Regions from separate parts of the Mus musculus genome. Here region 1 is linked to region 2. Evidence: chromatin contacts called from public HiChIP or PLAC-seq data. All regions are on one chromosome and are shown on one strand. Each heading gives the region's core, a stretch centred on a gene start, on an enhancer-like site or on the middle of the called end of the contact. The rest is flanking DNA. Distances are from core to core; before and after follow the strand shown.

Region 1 (4,190 bases), core at 902-3,401, 82 kb before region 2:
CATTCAACTACCATCCCCTCAAATTGAATCCGCTCTTCATCTTTAGTATATGGGAGTCACTTATCTATTAGTATATCTATTAGAACTGAAATGGAAAAAAGGAAAACTATCCCATAAAAAGGAAATTTAAGAATGCTTCAGAAATAATGAGGGATTCCAGCCGGTGTTTCCTTTATAGCTTGATCAATGAATAAGAGTTCAGAGGGGCTGGACAGAAGGCTGGGCAGTTCAGAGCACGTGCTATTCTTCCAGAGGAACCAAGTTTGGTTCTTAGCATCCATATGGTACCTCACAACTGTCTGAAACCCCACTTCCAAGGAACCATGCATGCCCTCTTCTGTCTTCTGTGGCACCATGCACACATGTGGTGCACAGACACAGATGTGGGCAAAAATCTCAGACACATAAAGGCAGTAAATGGGGGAGGGGAGTTGCATAGGAATGATTCCCTTAGACTCATGTGTGGGAATACTTGGCCCACAGGAATGGCACTATTAGGAGGTGTGGGCCTGTTGGAGGCAGTGTGTCACTGTGGAAGTGGGCTTTGAGATCTTACATGCTCAAGCTAGGCCTAGCACGGCTTACAGTCTCTCCCTGGTGCCTGTGGATCCAAATGCAGAGCTCTCAGCTCCTTCTCCAGCACCATGTCTGCCTACGTGCTGCCATGCTTCTTGCTATGATGATAATGGACTAAACCTCTGAAACTGTAAGCCTGCCAGCCTCATTTAAATGTTTTCAGGGTTGAAGAGATGGCTCAGTGGTTAAGAGCACTGACTGCTCTTCCAGAGGTTCTGAGTCCAGTTCCCAGCAACCACATGGTGGCTCACAACCATCTGTAATGGGATCCGATGCCCTCTTCTGGTGTGTCTGAAGTCAGCTACAGTGTACTCATATACATTAAAAAAAAAAGCCTCATTTAAATGTTTTCCTTTAAGAGAGTTACTGTGGTCATGGTGTCTCCTTGTAGTAATAGAAAACAGGGGAATTCAAGGCTTGCCCTATCTTGGCACCACAGTTGGGAGGGGTCAGAGGGAGAGAGAAGACATCCTCACCTATGAACTATAAAGAGAGAGAACAGTCTCGTCTTAAACCTGCACGTGCTCATGAAATATTGTTCAACTTTGTTATCTACTTTGTTAAGGAGGTGAAGCAATGGGAGAGGGCAAGAAGGGAGAGCCCAAGAGGCCTATTAATGATCAGGCCACAGACCTGGTGGCTTCTTCAGAGAGCATTGTCACTTCTGTTTGTTGAATAAACACACTGGGACTGACTGTTCTTCCTCAGGCAGCAGTGTTTACTCCCCACCATCTTAAGTGGGCTCTACCGGTTAGCATTCCTTCTAGGCTCCGCCCCACAGTTACCTGGCAACAGCCAGGTGTGCCTAACTCACTGACTCAGTAAAAGGGGCTGCTTGCCCCCTCCTCACTCTCTTGCTCTCTCTTACTCTCAACCTCTTACTCTCTTCCCTCTCTGTCCCTTCTCTCCCCATTCCCCTCCCCCCTCCATGTGTTCATGGCTGGCCTCTTCCCTCTCCCTCTCCCTCTCCCTCTCCCTCTCCCTCTCCCTCTCCCTCTCCCTCTCCCTCTCCCTCCTCCTCCCCCTCCCCCCTCCCCCTCCCCCTCCTTCTCCCTCTCTCCCTTTCTCTGTCTCTACTCTGTCAGCTATACTCCCCATGCCCTGAATAAGCTCTATTCCATATTATATCCATCATATGGTTGGTCCCTCAGGGGGAAGGGATGCCTCAGCATGGGCCCGCAGAGGCACCCCCTTCAACCTCACCATACCTCACTCTACCAAACATATCCTGGTTCTTTCTTTTTTTTATAGAAAACACCATGTACCGACCACAGCCCTGCTTCCTGTCTCTATTTGTTTCCTGCTTTCCTTCTTCAAGGTTGTTCTTCCATCTCATGGTTATGTGACAAATTCAACAAATACCTTTTATTTTATTAACAAAAAATTTTGGCTGCTTGATTTCAAGGCTCAGTGTTTCCACTTATAGCCTTAGTTATCTTAAACTGTGCTGGCATTGAAGACCACAGAGTGGACCGATTTCAGAGCTGCATAGAATTTCACACAGTAACGTATTCTGTGCACACCCTCATCCAACTCTCACTGGCGGAGTGGATCCTATCTTGCGGGCACTGGAACCACAGAAGCAGAGGTGACTCCGCATGACAGAGCTACTCTGAAATCCTGTCATTTTGTAGATGAAGGCAGGGGCACGATCTGTTCCTCAGTGAAAGGACAATGGAGATCCTGTACGTTCTGGGAGAATTTATTCTCACCATGGTACTATTCACTGACTTTCCTTATGTACACAAACAGCTTCCCCTGATTGCTCAGTGGGGCAAAACCACATTACCAAAGAACCAGACTTCAAGTGCTCATCACCGTCCTGAAATTGGTTTAAGAGGTGGATGTTTATTTGTTTTTGTTTTTTCGAAGACAAGATTTGTTTGTGTAGCCTTGGCTGTCCTAGGACTCACTCTATAGACCAGAATGACCTTGAACTCACAGAGATCTGCCTGCCTCTGCCTCCCAAGTGGTGGGATTAAGGGCATGTGCTACCCACCTCCCCCCCCCCCCCCAAGGTGGACATTCTTTTTTGTTTGTTTGTTTGTTTTTGAGACAGGGTTTCTATGTATAGCCAACTCAGAAATCCACCTGCCTCTGCCTCCCAAGTGGTGGGATTAAAGGCATGCGCCACCACCACCCGGCTTTGGTGGACATTCTTAATACAGGAATTCCTGAGGTTAGATACTGTGATGGTTTAAAAATGCTTGACCCAGAAAGTGGCACTACTAGAAGGTGTGGTCTTGCTGGAGTAGGTATGACACTGTGGGTGTGGGCTTAAGACTCTCACCTTAGCTTCTTAGAAGTCAGTCTTCTACTAGCAGCCTTCAGATGAAGATGTAGAACTCTCAGCTCCTCCTACACTGTACCTGCTTAGATGCTGCCAATCTCCCATCCTGATGATAATGGACTGAACCTCTGAACCTGTAAGCCAGTCCCAAATGTACGTTGTACTTTATAAGACAACGTACTTGGTCATGATGTCTGTTCACAGCAGTAAAACCCTAACTAAGACAGATACCAAGTCACAAAAACCCTACCCACTTAGTGCTGTGGGAATGACCGCCATGACTACAGTAAAGACTCTTGCATGAAAGACACAGTAAATTATCAGCGAATCCATCTCCCCAACTCTGCACAGAACTATCTGGTGCAATAGGAATCTTTTAACTCTTTTTTTTTTTTTTTTTTTTTTTTTTTTTTTTTTTTTTTTTTTTTTTGGTTTTTCGAGACAGGGTTTCTCTGTATAGCCCTAGCTGTCCTGGAACTCACTTTGTAGACCAGGCTGGCCTCGAACTCAGAAATCCACCTGCCTCTGCCTCCCAAGTGCTGGGATTAAAGGCGTGCGCCACCACGCCCGGCGGAATCTTTTAACTCTTAATTCTACAACAGTCTCATGGAATATCTTTTGGCAATCTAATATTAATGCTATTAAAAACTAAAGGAATTCAAGTCCTTAACAATAAATGAAAACGGAGGAAAATTTATATACACACACACAAAGAAACCAAACCTCAGAGAAAAGATTGCATGCTTTAACAATGATGCCCTCTGGCCATGCTTTTGAAACTTCAATAATAAAACATAAATCAAAATAAAGTTTTCAGAAACTGAGAAGATGGCTGAGGGACTAAAGGGCGGGGACACTGAAGCCTGGTGACCTGAGTTTGGACCTTGGAATTCATGTGAAGGAGGAAGAAGAGAACCAACTCCATAAAGGTGCCCTTTGACCTCCATAGATGTAATGTGCGCGCACACACACACACACACACACACACACCTCTATTATACACAATAAAAGTAAATTAATTTAAAAAAAAGAAAGTTTCAGGGCTGGAGCCTGGAAAATAAGGTCTGTGTACTGGGGTGAGGGGGCGGGTAGAGCTGAAGCTAGTAGCCCAGGCTCCCTGAAGGCCAGAGGATCTAAGTGGGTTCTAGATGCCAACCACTGTTATACTACCGAGGCTTGGTTCTCTTTGATTGAATTGTCTGTGTCCTGGTCTTTTCCTCCTGGAATAAAAAGTATTCAACTTGTTACTTTATTTAACAGGAACCCACAGTTATGACACTTTGAATGCTTTTTTTTTTTTTTTTTTTTTGGCTTTTTTCAAGAC
Region 2 (3,662 bases), core at 297-2,796:
TCCTCCCATCTGCTCCCACAAACCTGTACACACAGTCACACACATTCTCCCACAAATACACAATCCCAACCTTAGAAACCTTCATCTTCTCTCTCTCTCCCTCCCCTCCTTTCCACATATATGAGCGCTCACACATGCACACATGTGCACATGTGCACATACACATTTTCACTTATTAATTCAACAAAGACTGAGCATATGTTAAATGCCAGTGTGATGCTAGAAGTGCAAGGGGCTCTTAGATCAGCGGGCCCGTGTCTTCTGGGAGGCCTTCCTGAAAGAAGAGACATTTCAGCTGGGCCTGGGTGGAGGGGAGCCAGAGTATTCCCTGGTAATATTGGTGAACAGAGTGAAATGGGGCATTAAACCCAATCAGACAGGTCTTGAATGCCGAGTGCTGACTTTCTGTTTAGGAACTGAGGAACCATGGAGGTCTCTAAATGGGGACAAGACATGACCACAATGGGAGTGAAGGGACAGGCAAGTCACTCGAGGGCCAGAGTGGGAGGAATGGGAAGGTTGTGGTGACAGCCAGAGAGCTCAGCGGGAAGGTGGAGGGGGTAGTAAGCCTGGGCAGACAGGTCCCATAAACATCATCACCAGGCCCCTAAGTTCCTGCATGGAAGGTTGCATGGTGGTCCCTCCAGCCCTCTGCCCACCCCAGGACTGACCTCTGCAGTGGAACCTCCTCCAATTCCTCCTCCTCTCTGTGGAAGCAGACCAGGCAGAAGGCTGGCACATCATCAGCTGTACAGCCCAGGGGCCAGGCAGGAGGCAGCCGCAGGACAGGGCAGGGGTGACTGTTGGTGGCCGCCACAGCATCATCCCCAGACAGGACGCGGTTCTCTGAGCCAGTGTGCTCCAGGGTCAGCAGCCTGTCGGCCTCAGGACCCCGGACCTGCCTACCTGCCACCTGCGCCTTCTCGCCCACGTTACCCGTTGCCTCGGTGGGTGGAAGAGCCTGTGGCTCTCTTGGGGCTCCTGTCCTGAGGCACGGGATCTGCACTTGAACAGCAGTTATCAGCTGCCTGGACTCAAGAGGTGGCCGGCCGGCAGTGGACCGAGGTCCTATCGCTGCCTCTGGGGAAGTCCTCAGCACCTTAGCTGTCCACTCTGCGGATGCCTGCCAGAGGCAGGAGTGTGAGCCTTCTGTCTGTCTGTCCAGCAATCTGTTCCTCCTAGGTGACCAGCAGGCACAGAGGTGGTTGACAAAGTTTGTCCTCCCCTGCTGGAGTAAGTAGCTCAGTGGCCTGCGGGAGAGCCGATTGACACCTGAAGCTGGGGGGTAGGCAAGGGTCAGGTGAGTCTGACACAGAGTCTACACTGTCCCCAGAAAAAGTTCTGACCCTTGAAGTCAGGTACTGGTTGGCCAGCCTGGGAGCTGCCCTGCTCCCCGATCTCTCTCCTCAGCTCTGGGGCTCAGCCTTGTGGTGGCTGTAGATGGCTGGGCTGTGGGTATTAATAGCTCCACATTCACGCTGAGAAGCCTGGAAGTTAACTCCTTCTCTGCCAGAGCTAGGAGGCTGCGGCTGGCCACTGTAGGGAAGCAAGGACCACGCCTCTGCTGGGAGCCTGGTGTGCTAGCACACACTCCGCAATACCTCCTGCCTGCGAGCCCATGCTGCACAGTCCCTGGGGCTTGGTCAGATGTCCTGTGCCACCTAGACCCTCCATGCACAGGTAGGGAGGATCTGGGTGGGACTCAGAGCTCTGAGCTCCAGGGACCATCCCCCCTACCCCCTACCCCACCCCCAGAGCCGTTCAGTTCACACCTACACTGTCAAGTAACCAAGTCCCTCCACATTCCCAGAAATGAGCATTCTGAGTCTGGGTCCAATTGCATGACCACTTTGAATGGGAGCCAGGGGTGAGGCAGACATTGTTTAGTATGCTCAGCTGGGGTGTGTGTGTGTGTGTGTGTGTGTGTGTGTGTGTACCAGAGTGGGCCTTATTTACCTGTTTCCTTAGCATCATTGTGTATTTATCAGGCACTGGGCGGGACACAGAGGCTCCTCCTCCCTTGGTTGGGCTTGTACCCCAACAGGAGGCGGTCAAGGGGCTTGTGGCTGGTCTGTACAGGGACCAATGAATTAGAAAGGGTGCTTCCCCCAGGCAAGCCCAGGGCACTGCCTGCAGTTGGGACCTCACCTGTGCAGAAACTGACAACACAGACAACCATTCCAGTGGCCCTGGGAGCAGAGGAAACAAAGGATAAAGAAATCAGGCTGTGAAAAGGGCGGGGTGGGAGGGGAGTTAAGCAGGAGGGCTGGGATGGACAGGCAGGTACTTAGAAAGGGGGTTTGAGGAAGAAAAAAAAAAACAAACTTCCAACAAGGTGCCATCAGAGCAGAGACCTACAGGAGAGGGAGGAGCCAACTGAAGATCTAGACTCTAGGGGAGAGCCTTCCTGCAGGAACATAGGCACCAGGGGCCATTTGGGGAGGTGAGTGAGAGGCAGGTAAGGTCTTTAAGCTGGCTTTTTTTGGTATGGAGTAGAGCTTTCCTGGGGGATCAAGAGGCGGGGCAAGACCATCAGAGAAGATGACAGGGTTGTACAGAGCCTTACAAACCAGGAAGAGATAAACATGGTCAGAGGCGTGGGAAGTGTTTGTTCTGAGCCACTCTGCTCACTGTAGGGTGATGAAGAAGAGGGAGGGTGTATGGGAGATGAAGTGGGAATTTGTCTTGAGGCTGAGAACCTGGTGTGTGTCGGGGGCGGTTGGAGATGGAGAGTTAGAAGCCTGGAAGGACTGTCTGAACTGAGTTTCACTAGCTGGAAGAACAGGTCTAGACCTCCTAGGCCAAGAAAAAAAAAAAAGGGCTGGCTCCTGAGCAGTGCACAAAGGACAAGTTGGCAGATAGCAGCTTGGGGCCAGGATCCAGCTCTGCCAACCTAGCATGTTTGAATGGGACGTTGGGCTTTCCTTGTTGCTTAGCCTAAGAGGTGTTCACCCTAACCAATCCTCCCAGGTTCTCTTCCCCTTCTTCTCTTTCTTTTTCCTCCTGACACCCCACTGTGTAGCCCAGGCTGGCCTTGAACTCGTGACTCTCCTGTGGAGGCTTCCCTGACACTGAAATCCACACCTGCCTCTGGGGACAGGGTCTCTTTCTGTGCTGTCTGCTTTGACAGCCTCTTCTTATTTACTCTTCTGGATGGAGCACCGGCTATGAATTGGCCTGTCCCAAGTAGGTGCTTCTTTCTGCGTACTCAAGATTGAGCTGGGGAGATGATCTGGGGGCCCTGGGTCCTCCACAAGCTCTGTGGCAGATTCGATGTGTTGTTTTTTATTTCTGTCCCTGACTGGAGCCACAGGCTTACAGACATACACTGGACTACACTGCACAGCCGAAGAGAACGTGTTCAGAAAGGAGCAGCATTTCCCTTAAGGTTGTGATATTCGGGGGTTCTCTTCCCTCTTTCCCTCTTCAAGGGTTAACCTTGGGTCTCTTGATATGCAAACTTGATAGGGTGCCCCTTCAGAAGGGGGCCATGGAATAGGAAGGGACAGGAGACAGGGTGGTGGAGGTGGAGAGACAGCCCATGTTACAATCTCTGGGGTGAGAGTCAGAGGGGTCAGATTGGCCCTGAACTCTGGATGTCCCTTCCCCCCCTCCCCAGGTCCCACGAGGTTGTCATTTGCAGGTGTTAATTATTCATGAAG

Evidence for each region. HiChIP or PLAC-seq counts read pairs in DNA pulled down with a chosen protein or histone mark.
Region 1: an H3K27ac HiChIP or PLAC-seq map of embryonic stem cells shows a contact between it and region 2, with 6 read pairs. The contact joins the enhancer-like site here to the promoter of 1700123J17Rik in region 2. A contact is called at or near these places in 2 of 484 Hi-C or Micro-C datasets (the G1E-ER4 cell line and embryonic stem cells), 2 of 115 datasets of contacts at active chromatin or transcription factors (embryonic stem cells and memory CD8 T cells) and 2 of 9 other capture datasets (adipose tissue and liver).

Annotation. Positions count from the first base shown.
Region 1 is chr7:126,328,057-126,332,246 of GRCm38.p6, reverse strand. No RefSeq gene overlaps it. Among named protein-coding and RNA genes, the nearest start is that of Gm30928, 22 kb to the left of the region's middle. Within about 2 kb of position 2,151, at least 39 of the 459 cell types and tissues checked have an H3K27ac peak or open chromatin away from gene starts, as enhancers often do. A contact at or near this core is called in embryonic stem cells, where this site is marked.
Region 2 is chr7:126,246,122-126,249,783 of GRCm38.p6, reverse strand. 1700123J17Rik (RIKEN cDNA 1700123J17 gene) reads left to right here and starts at 1,546. Exons shown (of 5, transcript NR_131046.1): 1 at 1,546-1,680. It also overlaps a transcript of Sbk1 not described here.